2 separate regions of the Mus musculus genome follow, and region 2 is linked to region 1. Evidence: chromatin contacts called from public HiChIP or PLAC-seq data. All regions are on one chromosome and are shown on one strand. The core of a region is the stretch at or near the end of the contact, and the rest is flanking DNA. Distances in the headings are between cores, read along the strand shown.

Region 1 (7,885 bases), core at 2,625-5,124:
AGTTGGGGTGTGAAAGTGACAGGTTCCAAGAAATTTTCTCTCTGCAAAGTCCGGTATTTAGACAAAAGCCAGCACTCCCCCAGGCACTGGAGAAGCTAGTTCCCACTTGCTAGAAGGATTCACTCTCCTTATCACTGGCAAAAGGGACACACAACACAGTCCTTCAGATCCCGGCAGACCTGGCTTCCAGGTTTCCCAACATCCCTCAATCCCTACTTGGCATATCCTATCCTCTACCTTGAACTTTCCATCCCAAGGACTGGGCTGCCCTTTCTCCAGAGGCTCTTCCCTATATAATCTATACACCCCCCCCAATACATACACCTCTTTATATGCACACTCTCCTCTCTTTCTCTCTACTCTCCCCTCCCCCCATCTCCCTTCTCATGGTAACTTCCCTGGCTTCATTCCTTGGCACCAGTGAACTTGCCCAGAGTGCCTTTCTAACAAACCTGCCTTTACATACTTTAATCTGTCATGAATTGACTCATTTCACCTGCAGAGAAAGAACACTTCCAGGACTCCATTCTCCATTAACACATACCTATAGAGTCTATAACATCAAGGTCCATGCTAACCTCCAGCCTCCCTCAGCCTCTACTCACTGGTTATTGCTGTACACATCGAAGACTCCCACCCAACTCACTGGCTCCCTTTCTTCCAGGTACCCATTTCCCTGTAGCCCTAGAGATTATTTCTCCTGTCGCTTCTCCATGGTGATGCCCACCATACAGACAGTTTCTTCTATCTGTTGGGGGAAAGAGACAGTCTCCTGGAAGGATTCCCCCCCACTGGATTTACTTGGTTAGTGTTAAGAATCAGTCCCTCAGCAGGGTAGCCTGAGATGAAATGATTATCTGTCTCCTGGCCAGCCTCTAAAAGGCCTCCCATCAGGTAATTAGTTGTAATAAACTGAGGGAGATCACTCAGAGGCCAGATGAAAATCCTGCCAAGCTCCGTACCCTGCAGAGCCCCTCCTTCGGTACACAGATCTAGATCTGAATTCTCCAGAGGGCATGCTTGCCTGTTCCAGCTAGCTTCCACTATTAGAAAGAAAGAAAAAAAAAAGCTTAAAAGGCGGATGACAGTCCTCACACTCCCCAGAGAGATTGGCTGGATGTGGCATTAAGGTGTCTAATGGAAGAGAGAAGCAGGGAAAGATGTAAAGGACTTCCCATGAGAGACAGAAGTACCAGCTCCTGGCCGCAGCCCATGGTGTCCTCCGAAGAGAAGATGGGGGCACAAATGAACCTCACTTGGGGCTTGCTTTAAAGTGGCAAAGCTGGCCACTGGGTGAAAAACCTGCCCTTCCCTTTGCTTACCTCCAGGACCCTGCCCAAACTATGGAAGAGCAGGACACTGGAGAGTTGACTGCACCTCTTTGCTTCACTAAGGTAGGTCTGTGCCCTAAGTTTCTCCTCCACAGGAAAGACTCTTGGATCTTCTGTGCCTGCTGTCCGAGGACCGACACTGCCCTGGGACTTTCACTTCTAACAAAACCATCAAGATTATCACAGAGGAGTCTAGGATAACTGTCCAGGTAATGGGTAAGTCTCTACCATTCCTAATAGATTTGGGAGATATTTACCCTTTATGTCCCACTTACTCTGAAGAAAATGATCCTGTTTAGATCTCTGTGGTGGGTGGGTGTGGGCAGTGATGGTTAAGCCCATCAGCCCAAGACTACAGGTCCTCTCCTCTGTTCCTTCTAGGGTCACTCCTTACATTACTGGGCAGAGATATCATGGTTAAGTTACACTTTTCCTTTTCAACCAACTCTGTCTGGAATTTCTCCCTCTTTTAGCCTCTGAAGAGCCCCCTTATTTACTGGTTAACATTCATGCTTCACTCTACCCCGATCAGACTCCCTCATTGACCCACTCCTATAGGACACTTCCTCTTCCAAAGTGGCCTCACATCCTCCTCCTATTAAGATCCTATTCTTGGACCCTATCTCCTACACCAGTCACTCTCAATATCGTATTTTCCAAAAACCTAGACAGGGCTTAAAACCTATCACATAGTACTTTCTTGATAAAGGTGGTCTCACATGCACTCATGTACCCAACAATGCTTCTATCTTGCCTGTACTAAAAAACCATGACAGTTCATACTGCCCAGTTCTGGACCGCAGAATTATTAACACAGGTGCCATTCCAATCCACCCAGTTGAACTTAGCACTATATTCTACTCTCAGATTCCCTCCTCTACCTCTTACTTTACTGACCTAAACCATAAGGACAGTTTCTTCACCGTTCCTTTACACTCAAATTCACATGATCTATTTGTTCTTATCTGGGTGGATCCTTATACCGGTACTGCATCCCAGCTTACTGTGACAGTCTTCCCCCAGAGGTTCTCACAGGCTTTCAGCCAGGCTCTGTCCACTGACCTCCTCTCTCTAGCTCTGCCCACAGCCACTTAATCCAATATGTAGACGACCTTCTACTATGTCATCACTCACTCTCACCGTCACAACCATATACTGCTTAGCTTCTTACTGTCTAGGAAACAAAGAATACCGTGTCATCCCTTCTAAAGCTCAACTTTCTATCTATTCTTTAGATCAAGAAGCTGGGCTTTCTGCTATCCACGAATAATTGTGAACGCACTCTTGATTACAGACAGTACCTGTGGACCCTCCTGCCTTCAGCCATCATGGAGAAGACTCTCTCCGTCCCTCACCTGGTGAGGTACCTTAAACCTGGATTCCTAATACTGCTCTTCTGGCTCAGCCCCTCTAAGAAGCATCTAGAGGTTCCCTGGCTGAGCCTTTAAATCCTAGTAAGCCTGTAATGCCTACTTTCCTTCGCCTCTGAGATGCAGTCCCACAGGCCCCTGCCCTCACGTTCCCAGACCTTGACCAACCCTTTACACTACTGAAAAATGGTAAATGGCTGTAGGGATTTGGGGACAAATGAGAGGACACACACATTTGCTCTTGTTACCTACCTTTTCAAACATCCAGACACACAGTTAGATGAAGAGGTTGCTTACAAGCACTAGCAACAGACTCCCTACTGGCCTGGGAAGCTTTTTAAGCTCTCTTTTGGTTGCTTTCTTTCATCATCCTAAAGAAAACCTGATATTTCATCTGGTCCCTGACCTTTACCTAACCCTGTTACTCACTCACCTTCCCAAGGCCATTGTCCTCATCATTCCTGCCCAGAGTCACATAAAACCCTTACCTACACAAACTCACAACTTTCTATTTCCCCTTTGACATGCCATGGCTATACTTGGTTTATAGATATGTGCTTATCTCTCTGCTCCACAGGCTCCTGCCAAGACAGAGATTCCATCCTCTCCTCTGATCTGGCTGGAGAATTTTCTCCTTTACCCTCAAGCACTACTGTGCCCTTCTCCCAGTCTTGAGTTGGCTAAACAAGTCTCCGACTGGAGCCAGGCATCTGGCCTCACTACATTTACATCTTCCTGCTGTGTCTAGAGAGACTGCCCACCCATTGAGATGCTGTTGAGCTTATTTTGCAACAAAATCCAGCTGAGACAAAGCAACAGAACACAGCCAGAACAAAGGACTAGCCTTTGGGATTTTCCCCCATATATTTAGAATTAAAAAAAAATTAAACATTAAACCTTTATCAGAAACATTTCTCTTGGTTTCGTTCCTTTCTCGTCTGTCTGTCCCATTCCATCCCCAGCTCTCCTTTCAGGTATATCCGTTCTCCCTGGCTACTAGATGGCTACAGGTGAAAAGGTCAGTTTAGTAACTTTGGGAAGGTCATGAAACACTTGCCCCTCCGGAAGGGAGAGGCTAATTAACATTTCTCAGACAACGGGGAGGAACCACATTCCTCAGGACTGACCATTGCCCACCTTCAGACAAGGGAAGTCCTTGTCACCTCATTCCTAAAGACCAATCAGTTTAAAGGGGGTTGGTGATGCTCTTTTCTGTCCCTGGAAACCACATAAAAACTCACCGAACAGGTGCTGGTGGTCACTGCCTCTCCTTTGGGTCTGGGACAACCCCAGTGCACTGGAACAATAAATTCCTCTTGCTTTTTGCATGGATCCTGGCTCCACATGGTTCACTCGTGTGTGTGTGTGTGTGGGGGGGGGGTAAGCTAAGGCTCCCCAGAGTCTTACACAGGTGGCTACACACTACTTCTCAGAATGCAGAGCTCATGGCCCTCACTAGAAGCCTTCACCTTAGCACTAGACAAAACTGCCTAACTGTATTAGTCAGGGTTCTCTAGAGTCACAGAACTTATGGATAGTCTCTAGATAGTAAAGGAATTTATTGATGACTTACAGTCGGCAGCCCAATTCCCAACAATGGTTCAGTCGCAGCTGTGAATGGAAGTCCAAGGATCTAGCAGTTACTCAGTCTCACGCAGCAAGCAGGCGAAGGAGCAAGAGCAAGAGCTCCCTTCTTCCAATGTCCTTATATTGTCTCCAGCAGAAGGTGTAGCCCAGATTAAAGGTGTGTTCCACCACACCTTTAATCCCAGATGAAAGGTGTACCCCAGATTAAAGGTGTGTTCCTTAAACTCGGAGATTCAATCTTCTGGAATCCATAGCCACTATGGCTCAAGATCTCCATCCCAAGATCCAGATAAGGATCTCCCAGCCTCCAGATAAGGGTCACTGGTGAGCCTTCCAATTCCGGATTGTAGTTCATTCCAAATATAGTCAAGTTGACAACCAGGAATAGCCACTACACTAACATATACACAGGTTCTAAGTATGCTTTCCATAGTCTACATTAACATGCTTTTTTTGGTGGATACTTAATTTTTTATTATTTTCTTTATTTACATTTCAAATATCCCCTTTCCTGGTTTCCCCTCTGACAACTCCCCTATTCCCTCCCCCTGCTCACCAACCCACTCACTCCTGCTTCCTAACCCTGGCATTCCCCTATACTGGGGCATAGAGCCTTCACAGGATCAAGGGCCTTTCCTCCAACTGATGGCCGGCTAGGCCATCTTCTGCTACATATGTGGCTGGAGCCATGAGTCCCTCCATGTATACTCTTTGGTTGGTGGTTTAGTCCCTGGGAACTCTGGGGATACTGGTTAATTCATATTGTTGTTCTTTCTATGGGTCTGCAGACCCCTTCAGCTCCTTGGGTTCTTTCTCTAGCTCCTTCATTGGGGACCTTGTGCTCAGTCCAATATTGACTGTGAGCATCCACCTCTGTGTTTGTCAGGCACTGTCAGAGGCCCTCAGGAGACAGCTATAACAGGCTTCTGTCAGTAAGCACTTGTTGGCATCCACAATAGTGTCTGGGTTTGGTGACTATATATGGGATGGATTCCTCAGGTGGGGCAGTCTCTGGATATTAACATGCTTCTATTTGTCAGGAGAGAGGTTTTCTCACTACCAGACAGACAACTGTTACCAATGGGCCTCTAATTCTAAAGCTGCTAGAAGCCTCTTACCTTCCCAATCAGACAGCAGTTATTCATTGTTGGGAGCACCAGACACCTACTAATGATATAACCTTGGGAAATGTTTTTGCTGACAGCACTGCCAAAGAGGCAAGCCAACATTCCCATTCCTATCATCCTTTCTCTATTCTCCTCTTGGTTCCTCCAAACTTACTCCCTATGTACTCTGAGTCCCAATGATAGGCCCTCTATGTTATGGGACGAGTCATGGGTTTTCAAGGGTAACTCCTTCTACAGTACAGAGATTGTCTTCCTGACCCTCAAGCAAAGTCCTATTTACACATCTTTTCACATTGGGGCTCAAGCTCTCTACTCACTCCTCCAATTCTTATTTCACCATCCTTTTTGCCCTCCTTAAGGCTACCATCCAGGCATGTTCCACCTGAGTCCAAACCTCCCAACAGGGAGCCGTGAGTGTGTGTGTGTGTGTGTGTGTGTGTGTACACTGTTGCTGTCTTCAAACAGACCAGAAGAGGGCATCAGATCCCATTACAGATGGTTATGGCCCACAGTGGGTTGCTGGAGATTGAACTCAGGACCTGTCGGAGAGTAGTCGGTGCTCTTAACTACTGAGCCATCTCTCCAGCCCCATCAGGGGTTACTCTTCTGAGGGAGGACTGGTAGATCTATCTATCTATCTATCTATCTATCTATCTATCTATCTATCTATCTATCTATCTATCTATCTTTCTCTCTCTCTCTCACACACACACCCTAATAAAAAGCACAGATACATCTTTTTATCATGGTAGACATTTCTCAGGATGGATAGAAACATCTCCTACTCCATCAGAGACTGCAGCAGCTATTTGTTCCCACCTCATGAATGATATTCTACTCAGGTTTGTACTTCCTATATCTACATATTCAGATAATGGCCTGGCAGTCATTCCTAAAGTCACTCAGTTAGTCTTGAGGGTCTTAGGGGTACAGTGGCACCTTCACATTCCCTACTGACCTCAGTCCTTGGGGAAGGTAGGAAGGGATAATGGAGTTATTAAGATTCATTGATCAAAACTGTCTTCTAAAGTCCTTTTCCTTGGACTCAACCTTTGCCTGTTTCCCTCACTTGAATTTAGGCCACACCCCTCTTTCCTCAGCACCTTTGAGTTAACATGCATCCCTTCCGTCTGGGAAATTGACCTCATGTGGAAGCAGCCCCACTATGTGACTATCGACTTACTTACTCTCACTCTGAGACACCATCTCTGGGAACACATTGATCTTGTGCCCCTCATGCCCACAACTGATCCTATACCCAAACCATACTGTCAGGAGACTGGTTTTATTTGAAAGTTTTTTTCCCACAGGCTTTCAACTCACGCTGGATGGGCCCACATCTGGTCATCTTTATCACACTAATGGCAGCTGAACTTCAAGGAATTAAACCTGGATCCATCTATCACGGCTCAAAAGGGCTCCTGACCTCTTATCTGATAAGTACAGCTGCCAACTAAAGCTTAGGCTTTCCTACTACCCACCTGTTCCTGAGAATGGCCTTCTCTGTCACCCTCCTGCCCTGAGCTCACTTTGTTTTTCCAACCTCCCAGACAGCAGGACCATGACAATCCTTGAAGTTCCAGATATATACCATTCATAGTACTAGACTCCTTCGTTCTGCCTTCTGTCTGCTCTCTGCCTGCTACTCAGAGATTTAACTGTGCTGACTTAAATATGTTTGCCCCATGGAGCGGCACTATTTGGAGGTGTGACCTTGTTGGACTAGGTGTGTCACTGTGGGTGTGGGCTTTAAGACCATCATCCTAGTTTCCTGGAAGTCATTGCCTGTTTGCCTTCAGAACAAGATGTAGACCTCGAAGCTCCTTCTGCACCATGCCTGCCTGGGCACTGCCATACTCCCACCTTGATGATAATGGACTGAACCTCTGAATCTGTAAGCCAGTCCCAATTACATGTTGTCCTTTATAAGAGTTATCTTGGTCATGGTGTCTGTTCATAGTAGTAAAACTCTAACTAAGACACTAACTTTCTATACCCAAGCAGTAAGGAACAGCCCAACTTCAATTTATGTGACAATTCCAGGTACCTTTGTCTTCTCCTGGCCTGCACTGACTCTTCATCCTGGGATGAGTGCCTATATTGAAGTTGTAAGTACCAGCACTCTAACCAGGGTAGAACACACAACTTCAACAACTGTGTTGTGGACCATGACAAGTATGGTCATTTTTATCATCTGGGGGCCCTTAGAGAGTAGGTCCAAGGGGTTGTGGGGTAGATCTAAATCTATATGACCAGGGCTAGCCCATCTGGCAAAAAATGAGTGGTAATTTTTAGATCCCTTGAGGAAACACCCATCATCTTTTTAGGTAATATAGTGGGGGTTTACTCAACAGTCTGAAATCACTCTACAAGTCCAAGGTGCAGGAGACCTTTCTTAACTCAGCCCTTTGGAAGACTATTCTAAATGAACCTCTGAGTCTCCTCCGTATCTATGGTAGTAACAGTGGGT
Region 2 (7,885 bases), core at 2,743-5,242, 310 kb after region 1:
AAGTCAAAATGCTGACAGTTTAGAGTAGCATCGTTCTTTCACAATACAAAAACATTACTGTAAATATTAAGGCAGATAAGGTGTTAGGCAGGTAGGGAAAATGGCGATAAAACGGGGTAAGCAGAATGAAAATTTAGCAATTTTGGAGTAAGTCATCTCTGAAATTAGCATACCTTATGTGTTAAAAATATAACCTGACATTTTTATAACTTTGCAATTACAGCCTTAAATAAGCTAAAAAGGCATAGTCGTTTTCCTTAAATCTTAATTATTTGCCTAATAAAAATGTAACGGATGAATAATAATACCACATCTGAAAAGAAATGTTTAACAAGGAAATTCAAACTGAAAAAGAATCACACAGCCCTCACAGCACATTTTAATAGCATGTGTTGAAGCGTGCAGGATGGTATAGAGTTTTAGTTGTCTCTGGGCAGGGTAGGATTTCGAAGATGCCCTGTGTGTCCTTGGGGGTAGAGAAGAACAGCCAGTGCTCCCAGAGGAAGCCAGGAATGGCCTTGAGTGGGGATCAAGTCCGCAAGGGGAGCTTAGTGCAGAAATAGAAGGGATAAGCCGGCTTCCACAGGCTGAATGGGACTCCAGGAAGGCCGAGGATTCAGCGCCACCTCCTGTTGGCAGAAAGCAATGCAACTTTTCCAAACCTATGTGAGCTCAGGGCAGCAGCGGTTATTGGACCACAAGGGAAACACTCACCAGTACAAAACCCAAGTGCCTTTTCCATGAAATTGTTAATGTCTTTTCCTTAGAAGGCCTTTAGAAACCTTCTTTTTTTTTCATCTTATACAACGAAATCGCTCAGTCTAACTGAATAGCCAGTTTCTGAGAACCATACTACCTAGATGTGTACATAATGTATGCATATATCGTAGCATCATAACGTACTACACTGAAATATGTCATATGTACATTGTCATTTCTAAATGACAGTTGATTGCTAAGGGTGACTGGTGTCAGAATGCAAGTGACCAATAAGAATTGCTCTGGAGAGTTTACAGGTGAGAAGGGGGTAAGTGGGCTTCCCCAGCGAGGGTTGCTAATTTTCTCCAATGCTAACCAGTGAGTTTCTCTTTATACTGTAAGTACAGTGCAAGCCCTGGGTACTAGCACAGCACAGCACAAGGGAGAAGGAAGGAAGGAAATCATTTAATAACAAGGGGTCTGGATTCAACAGTGCCCCCCTCATCCTGTGCCTCAATGCCACCTTCTCTGGCTTCTCAAAAGTGTGTTGTACGAGCCATCCTGGAATATATGTCTAGATTACAACCAAAAACTATACAGATAAGTAGATATGAGAAGTTGTTACATATATTTCAGAAAAAAGGGACAAATTTAATTTCTGATATTTTTAACAAGTAAATTCAGGTTTCTAAATTAGATCCTGTTTACATGTTCACCATGAGGCATGTTGTCTCCTGGTAAAAATCAAGTAACTCCTTGTTTTAAAATACATGGGATTGGCCTATGATGTCACAGGCACCAAAAGAAATTCTATTGGTGAGATCAAAAGTGTCTGAAAGAAATAAGGACGCACGTAACAGGAGCAGGAAACAAGGGGGAGTATTGGGATCCTACAGTGTCTGCTTAACTTATCTCTGCAGTAACAGCGGCTCTGGAAAAAAAAAATGGCTAAGAGATTCCCTTACGAAGCGTGCCTTCAAAACGACTAGAAATCTCTGCACCTTCCCATGGGCAGGGTAGATCATCCTATGAATTTACAGCTTACCAGTTCACACTGCTGTGCATTGAAGGGTGACCACTTAAAAATAAAAAAAAAATTACACAGTAAACACAAGTCCTGCTAAGAACTGCAGACTCTCAGTCTATGGAATGGTTGGTTCTCAGAACAGAACTTTAGGAAATGGCCTAACTCAGAAAATGTGTGTGAGACACCAAATCTGGCCCAATTGCTAGTATTCAAACAAGCAGCCATTATAGTGAATAATTATACTTTTGACGCCAGAGAGAAAAAAAGTCAGACTACATTAGATCCAGTATAATTATTTTTCTAAGTAAATGCTCTAAATTCTGTGAACTGAAACGATGGCATAGCTAGGCATTGCAAAGCTCAGTAATGTTATGCACAGTAATTGTTAAGAAACTGCAGAATTCTTCAAAGGTGTCTATGCTCCTGGGATTTGTTAGACACCATTCATCAGAGGTTCAAGTACTGCAGCATGAACTGCAGGTAACACAATCCTCGGATTCTGAGAATGTGCAAGTGTCAATCTTGGCAGATTTACTTTAAATACAACCCCGAACCTCAACACAATGGAGTTTAGCACTACATTACTGCAAACAGTTCCCTTCAAGTCCAGTTCTGATGGGCCATCTCACATCATCAAGGTTCCCGTGACACATAAGATGCTGAACGGGTCTTGGGACTGTCTTGCGACTTAGTGATTGACGTGGAGCTCAACAAGCTTATTTGAAGACTTCTGTGTCATGCATGCACTTAAAACTGAAGTCTGCCAAAACTCACGGAGAGGTTCAAAGTAAAACAAATCACTTCAAGTCTTCCTCTAATGGTAACCGTTACTAACAAGACTTGTTGCAAGAACATTCCCAAAATGCACTGTGGGAGGACATTCTATTCAAGTCCTGAGAGATATACACCAGAGAGCCAGTGGCACTTGCTTTCTTCTATTTCCAGGTAATCTAAGTGGATTTCCTAAGGTATGAGTCCCATCTGCTGTACTTGGGTAACTACTCACATTACAAAGTATTAAAAAATAATTAAAACAAACAAAAAACCCAAATCCCACCACATTCCACCCAAAATGTGGACGATGTTGAGGGACTCTGTAGGATGGTTCAGTTTGCAAAGCAGATACACTGGTCTTGACACATTAAACATACCACTGTGCACTAGCTATTTCTGAAGCCTTGTGACTGGACAGTTAGCAGCCACTCCAGCCTACAGTCTTAGAAACCTTTGTTACCCTAAAAGGACCTTATTCTCCTGTAGTGCTGAAGGCTTGGGCTCTTGAGCAAAGTTAAAAAGGAGGCGTGACTGCACCCCAGGACACACGCACACAGCTTCCTAAGGCCATGATAAACAGCTGCTGGCTTGCACCCTCTCCAGAACACTTGGCTGAGCTGTGTGGGTGGCAACTTGAAGGTTTCCAAGAACTTTCCGTTTTTGTTTAAATCAACATTTCAGGGTTTTGTCAATCAATAGTTTCGTTTCTTTTAAAAATAGGGGGGTGGGTGGGTAGGACCTAGAATAGACTTTTAAAAACATGTTGCAAAGTTGGCCCATCAGCATTCTCTTGGTTTCTGGGCGATACTGAGCTGGTGGCCCAAGCGATAGACAGAGGCAGTTGGCACCACACCTCATCAAGGGGACAACAAGAAGCCCTGCATAGTGCCTGAGTGGCTGCCAGAGCCCTGCCTACGACCAGAGAGACCACTCCTTGGAAGAAATACTGGACAGAGCCCAAACCCCATGGTCTGGAAGCCTTAGTTACCACGCTGTAAAGGAAAGCACCTGTGCCCCATGACCCAGATGTTAAAGATAAGAAAATAAAAACCTGCACGCTGTAACTGTGAGGCAAGGAAGACAAGATTGCGGTGCCCAGGGGCTAGTGTTATCCACTATGCCCAGGGCCCAGAGCCAACCCCCGCCCACAAGAGCCACCCGGAAAGGGGGATACAAGGACTCAAGAAAGGAGGAGGCGCTGGGAGAGGAGGGTAGGCAGGGAGACTGAAGGGACTCAGAGGTTGAGGAAGAGGGCCTCCAGGGGACCCCACTCACCCGCGCGGGCACCAGTAGGTGACTAGGACGCCCGCGGGGGGCGGCCAGGGACTGCGATCCCTCGGCGCTCATCGCCGCCCACGCGGCTAGGCGTGCGCTTCGGGCTCCGGAGCTCCTAAGTCCAGCGCCAGCACGGCGCCCGCGCCCCTCTGTGGACGGGCTGGGGCGGACAGAGCCAGCAGCCACTGCGCTAGCAAGCAGGGCAGGCACGGAACCCCGCCCACCTCCCAGCAGCCCGGCCCCTACTACTCTGCTCACCGCCCACCAAGCCCCGCCCATTACCATCAAGCCACGCCTCATGCCCGGTAACCCCGCCCATCAGCTCTGCCCTTCCACCTCCTGTCAGTGAGGGGTGAACTGGTTTGTGAGCTGGTTGCCACCTCCTTGCTGAGACCATCACTTCCCCCACCTCGGTCAGCAAAGTAGAAAGCTGAAACAAGCTCAGATGCGCGCATCCCTTAGGGTTGGAAGGCTAACCGGGCACCTGGGTCATGGGGGACCAGGAAGCTATTACCAGTGGATTCTGGTGATACCTTCACTGTAGCCACTTCTGCTGGCAAAGCTTCTTAGATTCTGAGTGTAGTGGTACTTTGTCCTGACAACAGCCTTGGGTCCTTTTGGTGTCTCCGGACTTCCACACAGTAGCCTAGACTGGCTACCCTAAGGACCCACTTTCTGGGAAAAATGAGAGCATATGAACATACTAAGTCCTTCAGCCTCAGTGGTCTCCATTCCTGTATGTCTGTCTTTTCCTCTCTTGGCATCTGCTTAGGCTCCAGTTCCCATCTGAGGGCAGCTTGGGATCTGTACCCCTAATTTCACTCTGCCTCCCACAAAGGGCTCCAGCTTAGTCACCAGTCCCAGTTAAGAACGTCTCTTATTTGACCAAATTTGTAACAAAAGAAATGTCATAAAAGTGATATTGGGTTTTATAGATTCATATCATACTAGTATAAATGTAAATAAAAATTAGTCTGGGCTAAAAGTCTATGCCTGTCTGCACCCTCACCCAAGGGTTGCCAATACTTAACTAAAAAGCAAACATATTTTCCTCCCTCTTCAGGTCTTATACCTCAGCCCCATCACTCACAGGCATGTATGTGCCAGTGGACAGCACCCCGCGATGCTTATCTTTACTGCTGCACTATTAGGAAAGACTGGCAGTCTAATGTGGGGTTTTCATGGCCCACAATGGACAAACAAACCATGCACAGCTAAAACCTGAGCAGCCCTGGGCTTGTGACCCAGCAGTACAGGAGCAAAGCTTTCCACATTCCCAAGTCTTATTTAGCACCTGCCTACAATTCTGCGGCTTTGGTTCATGGACAAAGAGGGTTATGACCATCTTTTTATGCTTTCCCAGTATAAAAAGCGAGCCTTAGATGACTGGATAAAAAAATGTTTAGCAATTTTTGTTTGTAGAAAAACCTAGCATAAGAATGAGGTCATGCAACTCATTTGAGGTTGCGTCTTGCAAAGTAGATGGGTTCAATCTCTGAGAAATCAGAGCTCTAAAGATAGACTTCTTACAAAGGGAAGACTCATCCCATAGTCTGAAGGAGAGACAAGCATGTAGTTATTCATCATGTTAGAGTTGGTAGACTGCATATTAGTTCAAATTTTGCAAGTAGAAAACGACTTGGGCATCCTTTGCTGAAACCTAAGCTAATCATTAATTTGGTGAATTCTGTGTCTTTCTTGGTGCTCATTGGAGCCCTGTCTGTACTCATTCTGTTTCTTGATTCAGGATAGGTGACGTGCACCGGGGCTGCCTTGGGAAACTATACAGTTCAGGCTTGAATTGTAATTTCTCAGATTTTGTGCATCAAGAGCTAGGGTTGCTCGTAAGAGTTCTGCTACTTCATTTCCAAAACAGTGGGGATCCAGTTCACAAAAGTTAACAGTAAAACACTGACCATCCAAAAAAAAAAAATCTGAGCAGGCCTATGTGGTGTGAATTTCCTACAGTTTGACTCAGAAGTTTCCATGGTGCAAGTAGAGTTGTTTCCGGAATGTTCCCCAAAGTGAGTCACTGTCTCCTTAACTATTACCTCCAGTTAGCAGAAACACTGTAAATGTCTCACACAGCCATGGTGACAGGAAAGCCACGGCACTGAGAACCGGGTGAAGCTGGTGCATTGCACCTACAGTCGGGAAGAAGGAAGAGATGAATACTCGGTGCTCAAGTAAATTGCTCCCTTTTATTCAGTCCACGACTCCACGGCGTGCACTGATGCAAGCCGCATTCAGAGCGGGTCTTCCCACCTCACTTAAATCAATATGGAAACTCCCTCACTAACATGCTCAGATGTCAGAATGCAGTCCAGGAATGGAGTCTCCTGTGAGGAGAAGTCTGGGTGCTTGTGGGAGCACCACAAAGAAAATAAGACAAGAGACTGGCAACCTCAGTTTCTTCAAAACAAGGAATTGTTCCTGGGATGTGTTTCTGTGCTTCTGGGTGTAGTAGATAGCAGTGAGTCTCTGCAGATGACTTATTACGTCTTGCTGCTCTAACTCAATTAAATATTGATGCCTCTATGGGAAAACATGGGTTTTTTGCCACATGACCTTTGTCCCTGTGACTGGATACAGCTTGAATTCATGAGAATGTTACCCACATGACTTTTCTTTCCTCTCAGAGTGTAAATTGTCTGGGGCTCTGTATAAAGTTGGCTATTGAGACCTTAGTCCACCTCATTTATTGGCTTTATTCTCCCAGATCTCACAGCCTCTGGAGCAGTGACACCCACAGTTTGTCTTCCAGAGGTGGTTCTGCTTTCTTCCAAGCAGATAGTCAGTATTAACCACACGATATGCTCACCCCATTTCTCTGAAGCAAGGAGAGGAGGCTGTCAGTGGTCTTGGTCCTATTGTCTGCATCAGAGGGACACAGCAAATGTCTAAAAGACTAACCATGAGGCCTGCCTACTAATAGCTAAAAGTACCTTCTGTAATGCCACCCCAGGGACCCTGTCTTTGACACATGGGCCTAAGGGGGATACTCAAAACCAAACTGTAGTCCCATCCCTCCGTTGGAAGCTTATGCTTCCATATCAGATTTTTTTTTTGCTAATATAGCAAAGACTGATTCAAATTATACAGATGTTTCTAATAATGTCCATTCTCTTTTGCTTTCTTTGGCTCCAGATCTAGCTCTGGGTCATGTGTTACTATGCCAGGAATTGCTTCAGTCTTGATATTTTGGGTTTGATTGAACTCTTTCCCTCATTTGGTTTATTAATATATACTTTTAGGGCTATCACAATACATTAGACTAGAAAGCATGATGCTACATCTGCCTCAACTCTCATTGTATTAACTAAATCACGTGGTTAAGTTAATGACTTCAGACTTATCCACTGTAAAATTAAATAATACATATTGTAAATACTAAGTACATTTTAGACCATAAACATGAATTGGGTTCTCCATTTCTGAAATGTGATTCCTCAAGGATGAGTAGCCGTCTCACCTAGGATCTGTGGTTCAGGAGCTGAGAGTTACTGGCCATGAAGGTCTTCTGGGCTCAGGTGGCCCTGGAATTATGTTCGGGTCACAATCCCTCTCCTCCAGTTACCTTCAAGGGATGCATGTAGATAGCATCTGGTCTCCCTCAGAACAAGCAACAAGGTATGATCTCCAACTACTGTGTGGCCTAGCTTCAGCAAGCGCCCACAGTACTGCCAGGAAGGGAGACTGTAATCTACTCATGGGCACTGTTCAGTCTTTGTGTGAAGAAACAGGGACAGCACCAGCAGGAGAGCATCCCAATGGGACTGCAATGTCACATATGTGATAGTGGGTAGTTGGGATGGCCACTGGTGTGATCCTTGCCCATGTCCATCATTGAGAGTGGCCAGATAATAATTTTATAGTGTCATTGTGTGTATGTGTAGGTGTGTAGGGGAATGTGCACTACACTTGGATTCATGATCATTTCAAAAGTACTTTGGCTTTTTGCTCATCAATTGTATTATTTCCTTCCACATTGTACAGGCTTACTATCTGGAGTTCTTTCTGATTATTGGGAAGGATATTCAGCATATTAATGTTGTCCTTCCTATTTTCATAAGCTGTCTATTTTTGCTATAGCTTTTTTCAAGCTTAGTT

The links. HiChIP or PLAC-seq counts read pairs in DNA pulled down with a chosen protein or histone mark.
Region 2: a contact with region 1 is called in an H3K4me3 HiChIP or PLAC-seq map of embryonic stem cells, with 19 read pairs. The contact joins the promoter of Sntg2 here to the enhancer-like site in region 1. A contact is called at or near these places in 14 of 39 promoter capture datasets (the 3T3-L1 cell line, 3T3-L1-derived adipocytes, cranial neural crest and 9 more), 3 of 15 datasets of contacts at CTCF or cohesin (embryonic stem cells and stem cell-derived epiblast-like cells), 79 of 484 Hi-C or Micro-C datasets (3T3-L1-derived adipocytes, the AtT-20 cell line, the HL-1 cell line and 42 more), 14 of 115 datasets of contacts at active chromatin or transcription factors (astrocytes, craniofacial prominence, embryonic forebrain and 7 more) and 1 of 9 other capture datasets (adipose tissue).

What each region holds. Positions count from the first base shown.
Region 1 is chr12:30,058,502-30,066,386 of GRCm38.p6, forward strand. The region is part of intron 16 of Tpo (thyroid peroxidase); the gene reads right to left. Gm15691 (a long non-coding RNA gene) reads left to right here and starts at 966. Exons shown (of 3, transcript XR_872629.1): 1 at 966-1,547; 2 at 2,567-2,689; 3 at 3,279-3,612. Within about 2 kb of position 3,875, at least 5 of the 459 cell types and tissues checked have an H3K27ac peak or open chromatin away from gene starts, as enhancers often do. A contact at or near this core is called in embryonic stem cells, where this site is marked.
Region 2 is chr12:30,369,383-30,377,267 of GRCm38.p6, forward strand. It overlaps Sntg2 (syntrophin, gamma 2), which reads right to left and starts at 3,993. Exons shown (of 17, transcript NM_172951.3): 1 at 3,776-3,993. The coding sequence starts at 3,847.